Regions from separate parts of the Mus musculus genome. Here regions 1, 2 and 3 are each linked to region 4. A link is a contact called in public Hi-C and HiCAR-type data. All regions are on one chromosome and are shown on one strand. Each heading gives the region's core, a stretch centred on a gene start, on an enhancer-like site or on the middle of the called end of the contact. The rest is flanking DNA. Distances are from core to core; before and after follow the strand shown.

Region 1 (5,438 bases), core at 965-3,464, 440 kb before region 4:
ATTCAACTGGCTAAGTGGAGCTCTTAGCCCCAGTATTTCTGGGGGTGCATTGATGATCCAGTGCAATCCAGCTGCAAGCCACTTAGGTCATTTCTTTCAGGGAAATACGAATTAAAATACTTTGGGATCCCATCCTGACCAATCAGAATGGTCTTCAAGAAACCAGATGACAAATGCTGCTGTTGGTGTGGGAAAGAGGAAGACTTATTTAAAACTGGCAGGAGGGCAAACTGGAGCTGTTACTGAGGAAATCAGTGGAAATTCCTCAAAACACTAAAACCAGAATTACCATATGACCCAGCTGCTCCACTTCTGGGCATCTACTCAAAGGACTCCATATACTACTACAGAGACCTCCCTGTTTATTGCCTCTCTATTCACAACACAAAGACAAACATGGTATGTACTCACTTACAAGTGGATATTAGCTACAAAGTAAAGGATAATCACACTACAATCCACAGACCCAGAGAGGCTAAGTAACAAGAGGGGCTGAAGGGAGAATTCATGAATCTCTTTGGAAAGGGAAACTAGAATAGACAAATAGACTTGGGGCTGGATGGGGATGGAACAGAAGGATCAGGTTTGGAGAAGATAAAGGGAGAGAATTCTGAGACAACTGGAATTAGGGGGCATTAGGAAGTATGGTAGAAAACTAGTAAACTCCAGGGAATCTACGAGGGTAACCCTAGCTAAGATCCTAGTAGGCAGATGGATAAGGAACCTGAACTGACCATCTCTTGTAACCTGGCAAGACTTCTAGTGGAGGATTGGAACATCAACCCAGCCTCAAAACCTTTATCCTAAAATTTGTCCTGCCTACAAGATGTGCTGTAGTAAAGATGATGCAGAAATTGGAAGAATGGCCAACAAATGACTGGTCCAGCTTGAGATTCATGTCATAAAAGGGCTGGAACCCTAAATGCTGTAAAGCAACTGTTGCTTGAGTAGAAGGTACTGCTGGTATGAGCATCTTCAACTCTCTTGTGACTTCTCTAAGACATTTTATTTCCCCCAGTTTCCTTGAAAATCATGGCCCAGCAAAGCTTGGAGACTGATGGATCCAGCCCCTTTTGCTTAGGTGAGGATGCTGTGGTTTGCCTGAGTCACAATGATGTCCTAGCAGTCCTTCAAGGCCAAATTCAGTCTCTTCCCTCTCCAAGAGAGGTATTTTCACCTCCAGAGAAACTTTCACTTTAATCTGTGTGTTCTAGAAGAGGTGAGAGCTTCAGAAGGGTCTCAGAGTTTCAGTGGAAGAGATCCTGCACATGGTTGTAGACCCAAGGCTCAAAACCACAATGTGGAGACCATTCTCAAGGGATCAAACTGTACAGAGCCACTTGCAACTGGGTATACATCAAGAGTTGGTTGAAGTATAATTTTCCAGTCTTGCAGCTGACTATATCGATCCCCTGAAACAGATTGAGAAAGCAATTGTTTGTAGTCTGTGGGGTAACAGTTTAAGTCAAAGCTCTCCACAGCTTGTGTCCAGAGCTGAACTGTTTGATATTGATGTGCCCAGTATGGAGGCTGCCAGATAGCAACTGGGTTCTCTGTACCATAGCCTCTTCTTTCCCAGTGTTTAGCCAAATGTTGTGAGGCATTAAAAGGTCGCTGGCCCTTGGCTTTGGCATGATCCCAAAGTCTAGTCAGCCAAGTGCACCCGCAGTGCCTGACATCTCTCTGAAATGACACAGTCACTTTGCACATTTTGATTTTTACATGGCATTTAGACTATTATTATCTGTGACTGACATCAGGATCTATTTCACCCCAAGCAAAGGCAGCGTGTGGATTCTGTCAGCATCGTCTGACATTGCACCGTGTTCTCTTTCTCTTGGAAGTATTGCAAGCTTGTGCAATGCCAGAGATGTTCCTGTCTGTCTGAGACAGATGTTGGAGATGAATATTGTTTGGAAAGGATTAGAAATGTTGTCACAGGAAGAATCAAGTGCCAGGAGTGACTGGTGAGGATAGCGCAAGCTCTGATGATGGCTGGGTGCCCACAGCACTCTGCTTCCTCAGTGGTTTTCAGATGGTGGGATCTCTGTACAAGTGCCTAGTGAGAGGCTACAAAGGCAGGGATTGTCTGGGAGCAGTGCCCATTCTTCTAAGGAATGATCATGGAAATGGCACCTACATAAATATCCACCTTCATCATTGCCCTCCTCCTGCTTCATCAGCAGACTGCAGAGCATTGGAAATGGGGGCAACTCCAATTCATGCAGGGCGCAGCTATTGGCCATGGCTGCTTTCAGAGCCTGGGCTCTCTGCTATCTTGTCGGTGCTTGGGAGGACCAACGTCTTCAGTGATAGGTGGACAGTCTAGTTGTCACCTGAATTTTCTCTAGCTCTCATTTATCAAGATTCTTATACCTCATTTGTTTACTTTTCAGAAGGTAACACAAAAGAAAGTGAAAGTACCGAGGGACATTAAAGCTGAAAGGAGCTCACTTCGCAGAGAAGCAACAAGAGGTTGAGGTTGGAGTGACTCACAAGCGTGGTGTTATGCCATGGGCATAGCATCTGATTTATTCCCGGGAGGAACCCGGGAAGCCAGGGTTGTAATAATACCTTTAGAAATGTAGAAACAAGGTTTGGGAAAATGACTTAGTAGGTGAAGTGTTCACTATGCAAACATGAAAACTCTGAATTTGGATCCTGAGTACTCATGTAAAGTCTGGCTGTGGTGGCACAGGCCTGTAACCCCAGCACTAGATCAGTAGACAGGAGGGAGGCCCTGTATCAAAATATAAGCTTGAGAAGTGATTAATGAATGCACCCTGTGTCAATCTTTGGCCTCTACATGTGCCCACACAGCTGGTACATCCCCTTAAAAAACATAGTACACACACACACACACACACACACACACACAAATTGAATATGGAAACAAAGTTCCACACAGTGTGTTACATCTATCAGGCTGCCTGGCAGCCTGATACATGTACATTTTTGTCTGCTGTGAACTTGATGAACACTTAGAGAACAGATACATTCTGGAAATCTCCTCCATCATGTGCCTGTGTCTGGCTCTTAGTCCGTATCTCCATGAGCATCAAAGAGCTTCTTTCCATCCTAGATATCAGCTCAGATCTAGCCTGCCACCACATGCCTGCCTTTAGTTCTGACCTGGCATATCCTATTGCTCCCAGTTTCTAGGGCATCATCATCCAGGAAGCCTTCTTTTCCTCACCTCATAGCCTCAGTGGTCCCTCCTGATTCTCCATGCCACTGACTGCCATCCCAACACTGATATGAGGACTGCCTCCACTTGCTTTGTCATCCACTTGACCCTTGATTCCCACTGAGTGTGATTTTACCATGAAAGGAGCACTTGGGCTTCCTGGTGACATTTTCTGTTGTCTTGTCTGGGAGAGCTCCTGATATCTAGTGAGAAGACAGAGATGTCACTCAGTAATATGCAATATATTGTGATGGTCCCCACAGCAAAGAACTATACACTGCAGAATAATATCTAGCCAAGGCTGAGACAGTCCAATTTCTCCAGACAAAGACCCCAGCTTGTTCTCCCCTGCTCCTTATTACAAGCATGTAGTTACAAGGACTCAGTACTGCTGGCTGAATATTACTGAACAAACAGAGTGATGGAGACTGCAAGATTCATGACATCTTCCATTGAAGAAATCAGTTCACCTGTTGGAAACCTCACAGTAGCTTCATGTCACTATGGAACCCCCCCCCCCAACACACACACACACACACACTATAAGAGCTCTATATCAAGAACTGTGTTCTGGGTATAAGAAAGGCACAGCAGCAGAAGAGATGACTGTACCCTATTGTATCTCATGGTTGGAAATAAAAATGCATTATTGTATGCTAGGGTTTTTCTTGAATGTATTAGAATTGTATTCAGTGACAAGACCAAACACACATTGCTTGTCAGGTAATTAAAAGGCCCTGATTAGAAATCACTTGGCAGTGGCAGAGGCCCTTACTACAAAATTCCAGAGAATTCTTCTTTTACTGTTTGTCCAAAGTGAGTATCACATAGGGTGAGATGACTCACTACTGAATAGGAACTAGTAGAATAGTATTCTGTTGACACATCAGTCACCACACTGAACACCAGGGTTCTAGAACTTATTCTTGTCATTTCACCTTTGACCAGCATCTACCTCCCTGCTTTTCACCTCCCTTCTCTGGCAACCCCTGTGTCATTGAAGTGGAAACGTAAGGGTTCTTTGGAAAGTCAGTTGTGTCAGATGGTATTTTGTCAGAGCACATGGGTGAAGGAACATTTCTCTGAAGCAGACCGGCTGAAAGGATGTTCTGCTAAAGCAAGCATGTGAAAGGACACAATGAGATTCTTCGCTAACGACACATGTGTATTGGTCTGCCTTACACTGCATAGTTGAGCTGCATTTGTTGGTACTCCATAGAGAGAAACGCACCGAAAAAACTTGTGGTGGTGTGCTGCAGCTTCTTGCCGCTTCTGTGGACTCAGGCTGATTGGCAGAATATGTCAGCTAGAGGGTATAAATAGGACTCTATGGACAGTGATGGAAACTGAGCTAGGCTTGCTTATGGATCTAGCTGTGCAATGCTTCTTGGTCTTCATATCTTTGCTGATCTTCACTTCACTAAGAACATTTCCTGACTTTCCTATTGGAAAGCCAGGTCCCTCATGCTGACTCATGGTGATTAGGCTGAGGCTTGGCTGTTCCTGTTAGGTCATGTCACCACTGTTGCTATCCTGACACTACTGAACTGAATTGAGCTGCCACTACTAACCTGTGAACCTGTGAACTGAACTGCTGATTTCCTGGCAATGCAGATAGGATTTGTTCAAACAAAGCAAAACAAAACAAAACAAAACAAAACAAAGCAAAACAAAACGTTTCTAAACAGGCTCACTTCCCTCACAACCTTTCTTTTCCACTGCCTCTTGTGGGTGGTGGGCTAGAAAAGAGGTTAAAGCATTTAAGAACCATCATTAAGTGTAGGTTTTGAAGAAAGTAGAGCTACAGTGCCTAGCTACTCTCTCCACTTAGCCTCCATTGACAAGCGAGGGTAAGGAGAGACTGTTTTCCTCCCTTCCACATGGTCTATTTCACTTATTTTCTCCAGGCTCACCTACAGCAAATGAAGACTTCCCTCTCTTCTCTAAGGCTAAATACTACACCATTATGTTGATATGCCACATTTTAAAATCCATTCTTTGGCTGATAGACATAGACTGTCTCTGAATCTTGCTATTGTGAATACATCTACCATGAATCTGGGAATGTAAGTATCTTTCTGATATAATAATTTAATTCTCTTTGGGTATATGTTCAGTGGTGGGATTGCTGTATCCTATTATCCCATATCCCATGGTAACTCTGCACATACACTCAACTTTCAACCTGCATGTGGTCTCACAGTTACAGAACTGAAGGTATAGTTGTGAGGAGATTCACATTGTCTTCTGT
Region 2 (5,272 bases), core at 2,057-4,556, 280 kb before region 4:
TTTGTCAGCCTAAGGGAAGCTATCATCCTTGTCAGATGCATACCCTCCAGTGTGGTCACTCCAGGGTCATCTATGTGCATGCTCACAAGCTTTCACCAATGCTCACAAGCTTTCACCAATGCTCTATAAGTAAGCCTAACAAACTCTTTGGTTCCCCAGGGTGAACTTTGGTGCAATAAAACTTTGTTTTGTCATTGGGACCTTAGTAGTGTGGATAGTACATACTGCCTAGTGACCCTTAAAGAGAAAATTCTTGCAGCAGTGTCCTAAACTAGAAAACAGCCCATATGCTCGCCAACTGAACAATTGATAAATAATTGCCAGGAGCTGGGCACAAAGCCTACCATGAGTGGTTGTTCTTAGAACCTAGAGAGAGATCTATCAAGGCAGGGTCAGAAGAGGAAATTTATTGCAAAAGGCATAAGTAATTTAGGGGCACAATGGGTGCATACTCCATATTTGCCATGGTCAGAGTGGTTACATGAGGCACTTGTCAAAGCTCCTATCACTATTCTCCTTAAGAGCTGCACATTACCCATCACTGCCCAGGAAACAGAAGGCCAGAGTTCAAACATAACCAAAGGGCTTTTAAATTTTACCTAATATTCTTCCTTATGAATTATATTAAAGGACAGATATACTGACAGTGTGGGAAACGTAGAAATGTCCTTCACCAGGGGCTAGGGAGACAGCTTAATTAATAAAAAGCACTGAGTGCTCTTCCAGCAGACCCAGGTTCAATTCCCAGCACCACATGGCAGCTCACAACCACCTGTAACTCCATTCCCAGGATATCTGCCCTCTTCTGGTCTATGTGGACACTACACGTCATACACATATAAACATACAAGCAAACATTCATACACATAAAAAAAAAATCCTCCCTTTCTTTGAGACAGGGTTTCTCTTTGTAGCACTGGCTGACCTAGAACTTGTTACACAGATCATTCTGACCTCAAGATCACTGCCTCTTTAGCACTGGCATTAATGGTATGTGCTACCATACTAAGCATAAAAATGAAATATTTGAAAACTAAACACTCCCTATGTAAGCTCTGGAAAACACAGGAAAAAAAATAAGAGCACAAAGATAAAAAAACAAAAAACAAAACCCTTGATGGAAGCAAGCCCAGTTGGAAAGAGAGGCCCATTGGACATGTAAACTTTATATGCCCCAGTACAGGGGAACGCCAGGCCAAAAAGTGGGAGTGGGTGGGTAGGGGAGTGGGGGGGCGAGGGTATGGAGGACTTTTGGGATAGCATTGGAAATGTAAATGAGGAAAATACCTAATAAAAATATTTAAAAATAAAAATAAATAAATAAATATTTTTAAAATAAAAAATAAAATAAAAGGAGAGACATGGGCCACTCACAGCAATGAGATTTGAGACCCCAGGGGAGCTCAGGAGGGCTCCGGGAACCATGTGAAGTTTTTGCTGTGAGTTCCAACAACTCCTCTTTGCAGGCATGGTATGAAATGTCATCAGAATGACATCAGCAAGGTGAGACCAGAACAGAAGCAGCTGTGTCTGCAACAGGGCTTTGTCATTCAAAGAACAAAGTCTAGTTCCAGCCTGAGGGTGCACCGTTTACTCTGCAGCCTCTCTGATCCTCTCATACATACTTCCACATTCATAAACCTCCATATTGACATAGTCACACACACTTACAGTCGCACACACAAACTCACACAATCATACTAATCTGTTCAGTCATACAGTATCATGCACACTCACATGGTCAGATAAATATTCTTACAGTCAGTCCCATCAAGTCACACAGTCTTTCACCTCCACACATATCCACATACACATAGTAATACTGACATAGTCACATTGACACAGTCACAGTCTCATACACTCATATGTCACACTTATAATCGCAGTCACATTGACAGGATCACCTGCACACTCACACACATACATGTTCCCATACATATGCACATGATCACATCAATGCACTTTCACAGTCACGCTGACAGGCACACCTCACACACTCATTCTCTCCTTAGCATCTCTTCCTCTTAACACACAAGACAGTTATCTGGATGACAACTGTTCTCCCTTCCAGACTGAATCACCATCTACTAAGGTTGGAGCAGGAAGCTACCTCCTGCTATGGGGGACAGATGAAAAGCTGTGGCTTTGCTCTGACTTTTGCTTCTGAAGGCCAGTAGTGGCCTTCACCCACAAGGTTACTTGTGCCTACTCCTCTCTGATGGAGTCATAGCCCACAGCTTCCAGCAAGCCTCACTCCACTATGATTCTACAGAGTGCTAGAGGCAGACATATGAAGGAACCGCCATTAGAACCCAACTGAATAACAACAAGGTCACTGGACCTTGGTAACAGGTAACAGGACCTCTCAGGAGCCTAATCCAAAGACAGAGTAGAGCTGGGTCTGCCTGGCCTCACTGGCAACTCTTTGGAACCCCATATGCAGTGCCTTTTCCCAGGGCATCTCTTACCAGCCTTGGCATGTCGTTTCACAGTGGTCAGACCAAAGGAAGCTCTCTGGGCAGAGAGCTCATTAACTCCATTCCTTGTGATCTCAGCCTTTCCAGGTGGCTAGCACAGGCAGACAGTAGGTAAACATGTGTGGGACAGATTACTGCAAAGATGTGCGGATGCCGGTGCTGTTGGTCCCTGAGTGGTGAGACTCATGGCTCCTGATGCTGGAGAGATGGGAAATCTGGACATGTGCCTTTAGTCTCCACTCTAACCTCAGAACAGGAGGAGTGGGGACAGTGTAGTCCCTTGCTCACTTCAGCAGTTGTGTCTAGAATCGATGCTGATCTCCCCTCCCCTCACCAGGACTAATAAATTGCATGTCAGGAGAACCAGGGAACGAAAAGATGGAGGCGTAGGCTGGGGGACTAGATGCTCTTCAGGAAGCAAGGTGGAAGACTGGACCCACTCTCCAAGCAACCACACCAGAAGGTTCTCAGTGGGAATGCTTCCCTTTCATCTAGGACTCAGTTGAACTCTGCAGCTGGGAGCCTTTGTCAGAACGTCTGCTGAGACCGGGGAGTGGGCGAGCCTCAGAAGAAACCACTTGAACCATCTCCCACCACACTGGGCATCTCCACCTCAAACGGTGTTAGCAAGCTTCATTAATTAACACTCCTAAAGTGCTTTGGGCTCCTCGGATGAAAGGGAGCTCTCCAAGTGCAACGTGTCATTACCATTAAAATGATATTTAGTATTGGCAGGCGGACCAGATGCTAAGCACAGATATGCCTTAGCCACAACAGAAGAAAGGTTTGTGAGGATGTTTCAGAGCACTGCTAACAGGCTCTCCTAAATTACCCCTCCCTCCCATAATGATGATTTGAAGAGAGATAGGATCTTAACCGCTGCAGAACCCAAGGGTATTTCCATGGTGCCTTTCAAGGACCCAGAGCCTGGTGCACAGCAGATTTCCAGTCTTGCCCTACCTTGCCTCACCTAGAATAGACTGTGTCTTAATGATAGCAAGGGAAACCAGGTTCCCCCAGACTGCATTTGGGGACAATTCCACATATTCACATGTCACTCTGGCTTCCACACTTGGCTGTGTGCTGCTATTTGAAGGTGACTCTAGAGAGCAAAGAACAACAAAGAGTTAAAAGTCTGGGTACAGCGAGTCGGCAGAAAAAAAAAATCCCTGGCTGCACAGTCAAAGGCCTGCGCCTCAAGCTGCCAGCCACATACAGAAAAGTGCCGGCGAGCAAGTCCCAACACGCATGTCTTTATTAAATCTTTCTTTTCAACACAGAAGTTAACTGTCTCCTGAAATATGTGGGGTGTTTAAACATGCCACAGCTGACAAAAAAGTAATTTTTAAAGTCTCAGCACACGGTTATCCATGGAAACAACATCCTGATATCCGTTTCTGCTCAGTGTGTAGTAAAGTGGTAAAGGCGGCCTTCGAGGCAGCCTGCCATGTCACCCCACATGGTCACCCTACATGTCCATACCATGTAGAAATTAGCCAGCCAATTTCTCCACCCAGGAAAGGACTGGGTAGAAAGTGACTTTACTATAGCAGCAGCTAGTCAGCAACACAACAGAGGTATAACCAGGGTTTGGTGGGCTTGACTTTAAGGGGAGCCCTTGCCTGTCTTTGATCCATTAATCAGAATGCCCAGGCTAGAGATCCTAACAAACAAGATGTAGAGTCAAGGCCAAAGGAAGCATCTAGTGAGGGTCTTCTTACTGCATCAACTCACAGGACAATGAGAGTCCAAAGGGCTTAGAGTAGAAGAGCTGGAAGATGAGGGCTGAGCCTATCTTTTCATCAGGGACTCATATTTGTGATGACAGCATCCATCCACTGTCAAGGGCAGAGTCAACATGGCCTGGTTCCCTTCTAAAGGTCGCACTTGTCAATGTCACTGTACGTGGCCTAAGGTTTCTAGCGTGTGGATTCCAGGGAAGGTGCTCAGAACACGGGTGCCCTCCTTTGCTGTGTTAAGAGCACAAATAAAGGGAACAGAGCTGGGACTAACTCAGCAGCAGCAGCAGCAGAAGTCATTTGTGCACATGTGTATAGCTCAAGGGCTGCACCACGATTGAGTGGCCTTGACCTTGGCCCTTGAGATCAGGTATATGCTCACTGACCCTCCCTGGGGAAACTTTGGGTTCCAAAGCCCCACATAGCCACATCAGGGTAGAGCTGTGAATAGGCTTACAGTGCTCCTTGGGTGTGTTATCACTGAGGTCTAGCCCCCACCACTGTTCCCACTAGAACACACCCAGTTTACCCAAGATCACCATCAGTCCTGATCATAAGTTACATGGTGGCAGGTAGGGGTTATTCTTTTTTTTTTTTTTTTCCTATAGAGACCATCACAACCAAGCTGCATGCTCTTCTTTTTCTAATTGTCAACACTAAACTTCTCACTGTTTGTGTAGACACAGAACTGGGTTTTGTGCTTAGGTTTACTTTCAAGTGGAAAATGAATGCAAGGGAAGTTAAGTAACCCTTAAATAGTCACAGCTAGAACAAGAATTCACAAAAGGTATTTAGGATTCAGTTGTCAGAACCTCCTTTGTAGGAATGAGGGCCTTGACTCAAAAGCCATGGTGGGTATGGGCTGCATGCTCAGTACTGGGGTCAAGCCAAGACCCAGGAGTTCAGCACAGAGTCTACCACGCCTAGATGGCAGCAAAGTTCCAAGCCGTGCCCTGGTAGAAGCAGCTTTCAGAAGTGAATGCTGGAACAAAACTTCTGGCATGTCCTTGTTTAACCAACAAAGTGAATATTGTCTGCTTTCTTGAATTAAAGCAT
Region 3 (6,083 bases), core at 1,785-4,284, 370 kb after region 4:
CCTCAGTGCCTCAGCGGAACTCTGAAAGCATGGATAGTACTGAGCCTTATACATACAGTGTTTTCCACACATACTTGATGGGCTTGCACCTTTTCCCTCAAAAGAGGCATTTGACAACCTCACAAGCATTAAGTGAAAACTGATATGATAGCAAAGCTGACTGCTAAGTGTCTAATGGGAAGGTAACAAGTGCAAATGTGGATATTAAATGAGGGCATCATTCAGGTTATAGGAAGAACAGTAAGATTTCATCCGATTACTTAGAAAACTACTTGTGAGTTTTCTTGTATCTGGAATTTTCCATTTAATATTTTTGAACCATAACTGACTTAGGTATTTGAAATTATGTAGAAGGGGCAGATATCTGTATTTAATGTGTACTGATTATTTCTGAGTATACACCCAATGGTATCACTGCCACAAACAAGATAACAACACATTCAATGTCTCCTCCAAATAGTTCTGTGTCACCCAAACTGACTTGGGTCACCTTGTCACGTGTACTTTTGTGCAACCACTATCACAACTACTGATTTTCCTGGCACCAGAGACTATTGCGCTCTCCTCTACCTTGCCTGCAACTCTCATACCGTGGCTCTGTTCTAAATGGAATTTCATGGTACCAGTGTGACCTTTGGGCACTAGTGTTTCATCAGTGTAAAATCCTGTTCTCAAAGGCCATCTCAGGTGTTGTACAATAGTTACTCTCCTTTTGCTGTTTGGTTGTTTCCAGATTTGGGCAATTACAAAGCTGCTGCAAGTGTCATGTTCAGGTGTGGTTTCAGTCACAGCCCTCCTTACTCCTGGACAATTGCTAGTTCATATGGTAAGAATTTGTGTTTAAATCTTTATTAGAGCCAGGCATGGTGGCACATGCCTTTAACCCCAGCGCTCGGGAGGCACAGGCAGGCAGGTTTCTGAGTTCAAGGCCAGCCTGGTCTACAAAGTGAGTTCAGGACAGCCAGGGCTATACAGAGAAACCCTGTCTTGAAAAACAAAACAAAAACAAAAAACAAAAAACAAAACAAAAAAATCTTTATTAGAGAAACTGCCAAGGCATGTTGCAGGTAGTTCTGCATTCATTCTGAATTCTCAATAGAATGAGAGCTCTGTCTCCATGGCTTCCTTAGTGTGTAGTAATGTCACACCATCTGTTAAGTAGGAATCTGTATCTATAGGATTTTGATCTACCTCTTCCCCCGGCCTTTTAGTCATTACATATTTATTCAAACAATTACAAAAATATTGGGGCTCTTGTCACTGTTGCCAATACAGCACTAAACTTGAGGTTGGCAAGATGATTCAGCAGTAAATGTGCTTCCCATCAAGCCTGACGACTGAACTCACACTCTTGAATACACTTGGTAGTGGAGAACAGACTCTTATAAATTATCCTCTGACATTCAAATATGTGTACATACACACACACACACACACACACACACACACACAGAGCCAGTGAGAGAGAGAGAGAGAGAGAGACAGAGAGAGAGAGAGAGAGAGAGAGAGAGAGAGAGAGAACTGGTAAAATGATAGAACAGATGAAAAGTACCAGTTGCTTGCTACCAAGTCTTATGACCTGAGTTTGATTCCTGGTACCCATATAGTGGAAAGAGAGACAAGTTGTACTCTGACCTCCACATGCACATCATGGCATGCACCCTACCCCATAAACACTAAGTAAACTAAAATGTACATTTTTTTAATTAAAAAGAGGACTGGCTTGTATGGTGGTACAGATCTTTAATCCTAACACTAACAGGCAGTGGATAGAGGATCACTGTGAGGTCCAGGCCAGCTAGGGCTATACAGTGAGACCTTATTTCAAAAACAAAAAATTAAACTGTGCTGGAGACATGGCTCATAAGTTAAGAGCACTTGTTGCAGAAGAACTGGTTTCAGTTCCAGATCCTACATGGCAATTCCAGTTCCAAGAGATCCAATGCACTGTCTTGTACCAAGCACACACACATAATTCACAGACACGTAATATACATGCAGGTCAAATATTCATACATATAAATAAATCTTTTGAAGAAGAAACAAAAACAAAGCAAAACAAGATGTCTTCTATCATGTGCACATGGTAATGCATGTGTATGTGATATATTTATGTATCTGTATATATACTTGTGTATACACAATATACATAACATATATGTATGTACACAGAGCATATACTATATAATACTGTGCATGTACATGACATATATGCATAATATATATTTTTTTTATGCATGCCATGGCATGTATTTGTGTTAAACTCTATGTATATGCATACTGTTTTATGCATATGTATATGTGTATATATGCATGCATACATGATATATATTTATGTTGGTTTGTATGACATATGTGTATGTATATATGTTGTATATGACATCGATTCATTTACATTACTTTGTGTATATTTATGTTTGTGCTTATGTATATGTAATAGCACGTTTTTATACATGTACATACATATATTAAACATGCATAAGTGTATAGATATATGATAGGGTATATTTGTGCATTATGTATTTATGATGCATTTATACATTTGGCATGCATTTATATATATATATATGAATATGTGAATATATATATGAATATAACTTTCATTTGTTGGTGTGCATTTGTGTATTTGTATGGTGTGTGTTCACGAATACCTTTGTTCGTATAACATATATTATTCGTCTCTGTCTGTCATGGTGTAGAGTCTCTGCATTAGTAACCTGTTCCCCCACATCTAGCTGGAGGGTGAAAGCGGCCTCTTATGCAGGGCTTCCGGTCTCCAGCAGTGCGCGCGACCCGGTCGGCGTCAATGGGCGGCGGGCGGCGGAAATCGTCTGGTGGCATGACGCACGCGCGGAAGGATGTTGCACCCGCGGAGCCGCGCACGCAGGCAAGTCCAAGGGCTGCCGGGAGGAGCACCGTATTATCGATGGCGGCCCTGGCGTCGGTGCCCGCGCTCGCGGGGGCTGCCGGGAGGAGCGCCGCGCCGTCGATGACCGCGCACGTTCACGGGACCGCGCGCGCAGTGCGGGCGGTCACCATCTTGGTACCTACGGCAGCGCGGTGCAGGCGCGAGTCGGGGCGTCCCTCGCTTGACGGTGGCGCGCTGTGGATAAATAAGCAGCGGGGACAGGCCGGCCTCCAGCGTCGCCGCGCTCGCGCCCGCGTGCAGGGCGGAGAGCGCTGAGCCTCGGGGGGGGCGGCGCGGGACAGCGAGGCCGCGACCCTGCCGGGCCCCGCCCAGCCCGCCGGGCCCGCCCCCGGCCGCTCCGCTGCCTGCCGGGCCGCGCAGATGGGATAAGCGGCGAAGATGTTCAGCTTCGAAGGCGACTTCAAGACAAGGCCCAAAGTGTCTCTCGGTGGCGCGAGCAGGAAGGTGAGGCGGTGCGGCCCGAGGTGTTAACCGAACCCGGGTCTGACAGCACCCAGGCGGCGCTGCTCCGCTGTAAGGTGTGGAGCGAGCTCCAGCCGGGTGCGGCTGCGGTGCAGTCCTGACAGGTTTGTGAGGAGGCTCCAGAGGAGCGCTGTCGAGCCGCGGACTGAGCGGCTGGGTCATTCATTGCGACCTCGCGGCCGCCTGCCCAAGGGCCGCAGTTTTGACCTGGAAGCACGTGCACTGGCAGTCTGGCTGGGGGCGTTACACAGTTAGCTGTCCAGCAGGGCGAGGCAGGTGCCCCCGCCCCCATTCCGCCCTTTAAGAACTCTTTACAAGCTATAAACTTGACATACCCGCTCCTCACAAAGCTTGGAGTGAGTGCCTTGCCCTCAAGAACAGCTTAGGGAAGAGTCCCTCGTGCCTGTGAAGTGGGAGGGGGCAGGTAGGACAAGGTCTTTGTAATCTGCATCGCGCTTTAGCTTGCCCCACTCGGAGCAATACAGAGTTTTGCCTGCCTGAGGCCTGAGGCCCCGGTCGCTTTTGGACCTTTGCTTGGTGATGGTTTTGACACTGGTCGGCTTTTTGGGGCTGTCTGAAGGATGAAGGCAATCGGCCGTGATGCTCTAGGCCGAGCCCGGAATCCAGACAGGATCCCTAGAGTTGTTAAAAGGATTTTTTTTTCCCATTAGGCGAAATTTTAAAGCTTTATTTTAAAAATTTATACATATGAGTGTTTGCCTGCATGTATGTAATGTGCACCACAGGCTTGCTTAGTTCCCGCAGAGGTCAGAAGAGGGCTTCCGATCTCCTGGAACTGGAGTTAAGGACACTTGTGAGTTGACATGTGGGTAGTAGGAAGAAAACCCAGACCCTCAGTAAAAGCAATAAGTGACCTTAACTGCTTAGCCATCTCCCTAGCCCTTTAATGTAAAATTTTTTGTCTTTTTTTTTCCCCCAAATTATTGTACGTTTGAGAGCAGTGTTGCTGAGCCTTTGCTCCAGCTTCATTTTATAAAGGATTTTTATCTGGACACACATTTGTAAATGGTCACTCCTGAAAACGAATGTCCCATCCTACCCATAATTGTTCTTCACCAAGCAAACTGCTTTTCTGACCAGTTTCTACAGGTCACTTTTAACGTTGAGCTTCGTGCAAACGAGGTCAGATGAAGCTTGGTCAGCCTCTGTGCCTTGCTTCTTGAGCTAGGTGCTTTCTTTGATAGATTCTTCCATCCCACTGTGTCCCTGTTAGTTCAGGACCTGAAAAAACCATAATTAACCCATCCTGGTTTTCATGGGTGCTTTGGTGGATGTTGCTTACACTGTGTTCTGCTGGTGCACACTGCCCGTTACTTCCCGAGTTGATGTGCCCACTACCCTACAGCCAGCAGTCTGAGGGCACCACTGACTCAGATCCTGGCCAGTAAGTGATATTAAGAGTCTTTGGAATTAATGGCCATTCTAGTATACTTCATTCATGTCTTAAATTATAATTTGAAATCTTTCCCTTCTTCAGCTTAGTGGAAAATTGATCTTTTCCTTTTTCAAAGTTAATGAATATTTTTATGTTTATTATCTTTAAGAACTATATGCTGGAAAAGTCCAAGACTTGATGAGTTTATTGGGGAGTTTGTTGGGGAGATAAGATTTAAACCTTGAAAAGTTATGGTGTACTAATGACTGGTTTTTTTGTTTGTTTATTTCAATTGTTTTTGTACTTCTTTCAGGCTAATACAGAAACACAGAATTGGTTGACATGCTCTAGAAAGGTGGGAAGTAGTAGGATGGGTTTGAAGGGACAATGTAGAAAGTTTGAAGTAGGTGTGTGGTGGGTTCCAGTGCTTCAGTTCTACCATTATCTACATGTATATTGTTTGAGACAGGACCTTATACTGGAATCCGACTGGCCTCAGACTCACTGTGTAGCCCACTCTGGCCTCAGATTTATGTACAGTCCTTCTGCCTCTGCCTTCCAAGTGCAGGAATCACAGACAGGAATGCAGCAACAGGCCCAGCTCTGGGTCAGTGCTTCTGAAATCAGGATACATCCTCATGGCACAGTTTATTTGGTAGCTTTGTGTGTGTATAGAAGACTATCTTAGTAGTCAGTTTGATTGCAAGTACAAAAATCCATTGAAACGAAGTGCAGAAAAGCAAATAAACAAAAAGCCTGTGAGAGGCATGATGATATTTCATAAAATGTGCAAGTCAAAAACTGTCCAGTTTCTATGCTACCGGTACCAAGGTAGTTTAGGTCAGCTATTCTCTTTGAGTTGCATTCTTGACTTTGTCTCTGTATATAGGTCCTGTCCATTTATTTTATTCTAGCCAAGCAGTGCCCATATATGGTTTCCTAGTTGAGTGCCTTGATCTCCAAGGCAATCTTCTGGAGAGGAAATCTTGGCTGGATCATGGTTTCCACCTGTGAGCTGAGTCTCAACCTCTGAGGGGTGAGTTGAGGAAATCTTCAGTACAGATTATTCCAGGTGTGTGCTTAAGCTAGGAGAAGACAGAGGAACAGAATGCCAAGGTTCCTGTGGGGTTCAGACATGTGTGGAACCTGAGAAATCTGAGTAGACATGGAGGTATGAGGGATGTCAGTGAACCAGTTGGCTTAGTTGCTGATTCAAGTTTGGGACAAGAAGTATCCCAAGTATACCTTGGAGACCTAAGAAGACTGATGTCTGGGAAATGAGTTTATAGGAGGAAG
Region 4 (5,613 bases), core at 1,238-3,737:
AGGAAGACTGATTTATCCTAGGACAGACTAGGCTATATAACAAGTTACAGACCACCCGGGGATACCAAAAAAACAAAACATTTTTTTAAACAAATGAAAAGCTCGGGAAGCTGCCACCAGAAGACCTGAACTTTTAAGAAATGTTCAGAGGAGTCATGCAGAGAAAAAGAAAATAATTTAGGGCAGAAACTCAGAACTAGTCTGTTTTTCCACTTTCCAGACTGACCCATTTGTTCAATGGAAAGGAGTGATTACTGGGTTACAAAAGTTAGGATAAAAAGAATGAGTGACAACATGTTATAACTCACATATTTTAAGAGATGGGTAAAAGGACCAGCAATCCTTTACCAGTACCTGCACTGGCCAGGATATAGGACTATGTTACTGGACTCAAAAGAAAATTTTAAAAAATATTTTGAAAATCAAACCACTAGTCTTCAAAATCGGAGGATGCAGCATATCTCCTGGCCAACCTATTTTAGATAGCAAAACATCATGAGTTAAATACTTGGATAAGGTGGGGAATTTTTAAATGGGATTTTTATTTTTTATAACTTTATAAAGTTGGAGAGAAATACCTCAAGACAGAATTAGTAGGCATTGTCCAAAGCAATTCACATACAGTATCATGTTTTAACTTCATCACAACCCTAAGTTGTGGTAACAGAATCCCTATTTTCATTGAATTTCTTTTTGCTCAAAGTAACAGAAAACTAGACCCACAATAGATGAAAAGACCAAGAGCTGGGCTAGCTCCAGGGCTCAAACTACATCACCCATCTTGGACTGTGTCCAAATCCCAGTTCTGCCATTTCCTGTATAATCTTCTAAGGTTCACCTGGTAGCTCCACACCTTCAGGCTCTTACCCTATGATGCTAATGGAGCAGATGCAGCTGCAGTTTCGTGTCTTTTCTTGTTCCCACATTCAGTAGGAAGAATTAAAGGAATTTTCCAGTGCTCCCCCCAATAAAAACTCACTTGAGTTCCTGTGACTAGCCCAGCTAGGCCAGCCCCCCAGCCCCCATCGTATAATATCATGATGGTTCATCATAGTATCAGAGTTTCCAACTAGTTTAGATTGGCCACATATTCAGTCACAGAATAATGACCAGGACTACTGTTGGGGTAATTAATAGATGTCCAATGACAGGATGCAACAAGGCCCCTTTGAAAATAAGAAGCCCATAACTCAGGACAATAAAGCAACTTGTTAAAATTCAGACATCCAAAGAGTTAAATGTAGGTTTAAACTCAGGTCTAGCTAATGGCATCCAAAAGCTTTACCCTCTTAGGCTTCAATAAAAACCAGTCTTAGGAGAGCACAAAGGTGGGCCTACTGCTCTCCTAAAAGCATCACTCACTGAAACAAAAGCTAAGATTATACTACTTCTTGAAAGCACCTGAACTAGCATGTGAAAATTCATAACTAACTCATTGTGAATTTGACTTTTAAAACAGTTGGCCTGCTATTAATCTGCTTCTACAAGCTTCAAGTAGTAAGAGCCAATCCAGAAAGTTCATTGCCAAGAAAAAAATCTGTAACTTTTAAGTGGAGTTTAAAATTATATTGTTCCAGAGACTTATCATGTGTACCAGATTTATAATGACTTTTGGGACTTCTTAGTGACAGAATACCAATCTTCCAGCTCGGTAACTTCTGTAGACTTTACTTTATGGAGGATCTCGCCTTCTTGTGTTTTCTTTGCACTTCCAGGTGAATTATGTACAATTAAAGTACAAAAAGGCATTCCAGGCAGGAGAAAAATCAATACAATATTTCTGCTTGGCACCAAGAAGTGAAAGACTTTTAAAGGACCCCAGGGAATCAAGCCTGGTTCAAAGGACAGCGCGGGGATGCAGACTTAAGAGGGGTAGGAGGCAATGTCTCAGAGTGCAGAAGGCCAGGAGCCGCAAGGACACCTCTCTCCACCCTCACCTTCAGAGAAGCCTTGAGACCCTAGATCTTGGAAGGAGCCACTAGAAGGGGCGAACGTGAAAAGGCCTGCATCCCGCAACACACAACAGGCCACACGATACCGGGAGCCAAGACACAATCGTGACAACAGTAGGAGGGCGGATGGCGACGCCACACAGCTCGCAAAACAGTCGAGGGGCCGTTATCAAGTCTTTCGACTGAGGGGACAGCAGAAAGCGCACTCCAAAGAGCCGCACGGGTCAGCGCATCCTCGGGACGCATCACGCAGCCTGGCTGGAGGGCAGCGGAAAGGACGCCATTCAAAAACCACACGTCCGAGGAAGAGACGGGAGAGCCCGTGCACGCCACTCCACGCGCCTAGGACGCGCGCCTCACGACGACGTAACCGCACCAGCGCCGGACGCTGACGATACGCGAGGGGCGGAGCCATGATGTAAGCGCGGGCGGAGCCAGCCGCTCGCAGCAGGTGAGATGAAGGGGGTTGGGGGATGTCTGGCCAGACTGCGGGGGGGGGGGGGGGGGGAGGAGGGGGGACCTGCGAGCATGCGCACTGAGAGCCAGGCGGAGCCGGCCGGCGGGCGTGCGCACCTAGAAGCGCAGAGGCCGCTGGTTGCCGTGGCAACGAGGAGCCGTTCAGAAAAGGTGCAGCTGAGGGACAGGAAAGGCCGTTGTGAGTTTGTCCCGCAGCGCTGTCTGAAGTATAAAGCTCTGGTGCAGAGAAGGGAGCGAGAGCCGAACGCGGGGTAGTGTTGGGGCGGGAGGTCCGGGTCGCTGTGGTCGGTCCGCGGATCCTGCCTGCGCTGCACAAGGCTGTGATATAACGAGGGACCTCACGGACCAGATTTCCAACGACTTCTCTTGTCTCTGGGGGCGTATTTTAAATTTATATGCCATCTCTCCAGTGCATTTCTATTGACGCGTTTATTAATTGCCTTCTGATCACTGAAAACAATTGGTGATTAAATGTCTTGTCGCCTAGTCCTGTGTTTTCCTACCTAGCACAGCCTCCTAACCGTGCGCAAGCTAATTACAAACAGGCAGTTTGCTGTTGTGGCTGTCAGTGCCAGGCAGAGGTTGTGTATTTCTCACCTGTTGCTAAACTAACGGGTCACCTCTTCTCTATGTTTTCTCATACAGTTGGACTACATCTGACACGTTTCGTTATCCTTTCAATTGTCAGTTTGCTAATACTATGGGACTATGGTAAGGCAATTTTTAACGCTCTTACCTTGATGTTAGTTACAACGGTACAATAAAAACCTGGTGAAATTGTAGACTAAGTAGCTACCTATGGTTACTGATGGTATGAATCTTGTTGAAAAAGTGAACTTTTTTATGATGCATATTTGGCGTTGCCAAATTACAGGCATTTTGAATTTGGAAAATAATAACAGTGACCCTTTAGTATTTTACATGCCTTCCTCCAGCCAAGGCCACGGTAAGGAATACTGCATACAAACTTCTCTCATAGATCTCCATGCCAGCACTGAGAAGTAAGGGGAACGTGAGCACATTGAAAACTGCCCTAGGCTTCTGAAGGGTCTGAACAGCTGCTGGTTCTTTGTCTTAAATCAGGTGTCTCACACATTAGTTCCTATGGGACTTACTTTCCTGTAATCTTTTCAAGTGTGTGTTGCAGTGCTGGGGTTAGAACCCAGGGCCCCATGTATGCATGAATGCCTAAGCTGCTCTGTGAGCACCTTTCTGAAAGTTAGCTCCTTGATACTATTCCCTTAGGTTGCTTTTTAAAAGGTGCTTTTTCTCTCCACTGTAGAATATTATGGACAGCCTGGTCCCAAAACTAGAAGGGTTAATACCCAGTCTGTCCCCTCATTTTTAAGGGAATTGGAGCAACAGTCACCATTTATGAGTATCTTATGCAGAACAGTCCCTTGGAAGCCCTTAAGGAGGTTTTCTCTTAATATAATAATCCTGCAATGTCAGCATTTTTGTGGTTTTTTTTTTTTTATAAATGCAAAACTAAGCCAGAGATGCTTAAGTCGCTTGCCCAAAAAAAGTAGAAAGCAGATTGGGACTCGGTATCTGTCCCCCATATTCTGTCCGCCTGTGTGTTGGCCAGGTTGAAGGCAGTCGGCATGTGCCATACACCCATCTTCTTCATTGTTTCCCTTCTTGCCAAAACACAAACAGCATGCTGCTTTCCTGGGCATCTCTGCTCTTGCTCCTGCCATCTAGCACACACATTTCTCTCTTTAAGACTTGGGCTAAATGTTGTCTTCAAGGGTTGTTTATTTACTTAGTGTCTCACTTTGGTCTAAGACTTTGCTCTAAGACTCTGGTTTTGCTTCTAGATTGTTCTTTCTAGTACCATGGTAAGCTCTTTGAGGACAGGGCTGGATTGGGTTAGGACTATGTAAATTAGACAGGGCAGCTCACGCTGCTCTGTGGCTGGCATTCCTTTTACCATCCCCAGAGCCCTCGTAGACTTGGATGTTTACATGCACTCTTACTTTCTGTTACAGCAGAAGAATGGAAGTTATCGTAACGTGATGTTAGAGATCGTTAAAGCCACACCACAGTGTTTCCTGATTCCTGATACAGCATGCTAAGAAATAAGGTACTCCATCCTCCTGAGAACAGACCCATGCTTTTATTTACAGGGGGTAGCCTAGCTGGACTTTCTGCAGGTATAAAAATAGTTTACAAACCTTGTGATCTTGGGGAAACTGTGAGCAGAAGTGGGAGGTGCATGTGATATGGGTAACAGACAGTCTCAGGGTGCTGCTTGCACACATCTCCTGGCTCAGGGACCTGGTCCTGCAAGAAATGTTTAAGTTTTCACCAGAGAGCTTATACTTAAGAGCAAGATTCCTTTTAAGGTTTGCCTGGAGTCTAATTTAGTTACAGCAAAACAGCAGGGTCTTAGTTAAGCACCCACAGGTTTGAACTTATTGGTTTATAATTAAGGCTCCAGTAACTAATTGGAAAGATTGCCCTTTATTTCTACCATAGATGTTGGGCCTGGGATTTGCTCTGCTTAGGTACTGCTCTGACATTCCTTCCCACTGACTTGGTGATCTGCCACCAGGGAACAACAAGGCCTCCGTTTTCTTCTAAATGGTGTTACATGCTGGTCCACTAAATAAGACCTCCTACTCCCATGTTTTTAGGATCGTTCATCTAACAAAGGTAACTTAGCAGTCACTGCAGTTGCCTTACAGGACCACCTATTACATGATCTTCAACTTGGACATCTCTCGGTAGCAGATCCTTGTAAGATAAAAGCACGAAAGAAAGAGAAGAAGTCAAAATCTCTCAAAAGAGATGCAACAGCCATCATAGATACTGGGCTTAGAAAATCTACAGAGGGTCCTAACATGGAAGATCCAGAGAAGGAATATGTTCTAGACCCCACACCACCACCATTAACTTTAGGTAAGCTAACCTGATCTTTTTTCCTTTGGCTTAATGCTAATTAACCCAGTGTAGCCTTGTCAGGCTGAAGCAATGCTATATTTGGGGTAAAGAGACAACCATGACATTTTCATTTTATTAGCAGCCAAGAGTGTTGTTAATAAGGCTTTAATGCCAACTCTTCATCTGCCAAGGTTTTTTTTCACTTTGGAGAACTGTCCATAAACAAGATGGCTGTTGGCAATACTCTTTGACTACGCTGCAGCAACAGGGGCAGGTGACTTGCTTTTGTGAGTCTGAA

Evidence for each region. Hi-C and Micro-C count contacts between places; a contact is called where the count stands out from the background. HiCAR-type assays count read pairs that join an accessible place to other places.
Region 1: a Hi-C map of the N1E-115 cell line shows a contact between it and region 4, with 1.9 times the contacts expected there. The contact joins the enhancer-like site here to the promoter of Rnf32 in region 4. A contact is called at or near these places in 2 of 39 promoter capture datasets (hippocampal neurons and liver), 1 of 484 Hi-C or Micro-C datasets (the N1E-115 cell line), 2 of 115 datasets of contacts at active chromatin or transcription factors (astrocytes and differentiating embryonic stem cells) and 1 of 9 other capture datasets (embryonic stem cells).
Region 2: a contact with region 4 is called in a Hi-C map of the N1E-115 cell line, with 2.0 times the contacts expected there. The contact joins the enhancer-like site here to the promoter of Rnf32 in region 4. A contact is called at or near these places in 2 of 39 promoter capture datasets (3T3-L1-derived adipocytes and pre-B cells), 1 of 484 Hi-C or Micro-C datasets (the N1E-115 cell line), 1 of 115 datasets of contacts at active chromatin or transcription factors (neural tube) and 2 of 9 other capture datasets (adipose tissue and liver).
Region 3: a HiCAR-type map of astrocytes shows a contact between it and region 4, with 2.3 times the contacts expected there. The contact joins the promoter of Ube3c here to the promoter of Rnf32 in region 4. A contact is called at or near these places in 2 of 39 promoter capture datasets (hippocampal neurons and liver), 1 of 484 Hi-C or Micro-C datasets (CD4 T cells) and 1 of 115 datasets of contacts at active chromatin or transcription factors (astrocytes).

The regions. Positions count from the first base shown.
Region 1 is chr5:28,754,742-28,760,179 of GRCm38.p6, forward strand. No RefSeq gene overlaps it. Among named protein-coding and RNA genes, the nearest start is that of Gm42243, 83 kb to the right of the region's middle. Within about 2 kb of position 2,215, at least 5 of the 459 cell types and tissues checked have an H3K27ac peak or open chromatin away from gene starts, as enhancers often do. A contact at or near this core is called in the N1E-115 cell line, where this site is marked.
Region 2 is chr5:28,910,480-28,915,751 of GRCm38.p6, forward strand. All of the region lies in intron 2 of Gm35688 (a long non-coding RNA gene), which reads right to left. Among named protein-coding and RNA genes, the nearest start is that of Gm42243, 72 kb to the left of the region's middle. Within about 2 kb of position 3,307, at least 3 of the 459 cell types and tissues checked have an H3K27ac peak or open chromatin away from gene starts, as enhancers often do. A contact at or near this core is called in the N1E-115 cell line, where this site is marked.
Region 3 is chr5:29,566,208-29,572,290 of GRCm38.p6, forward strand. Ube3c (ubiquitin protein ligase E3C) reads left to right here and starts at 3,035. Exons shown (of 23, transcript NM_133907.3): 1 at 3,035-3,373. The coding sequence starts at 3,308.
Region 4 is chr5:29,193,506-29,199,118 of GRCm38.p6, forward strand. It overlaps Rnf32 (ring finger protein 32), which reads left to right and starts at 2,488. Exons shown (of 10, transcript NM_001289757.1): 1 at 2,488-2,607; 2 at 3,075-3,140; 3 at 4,421-4,515; 4 at 5,069-5,333. The coding sequence starts at 4,501.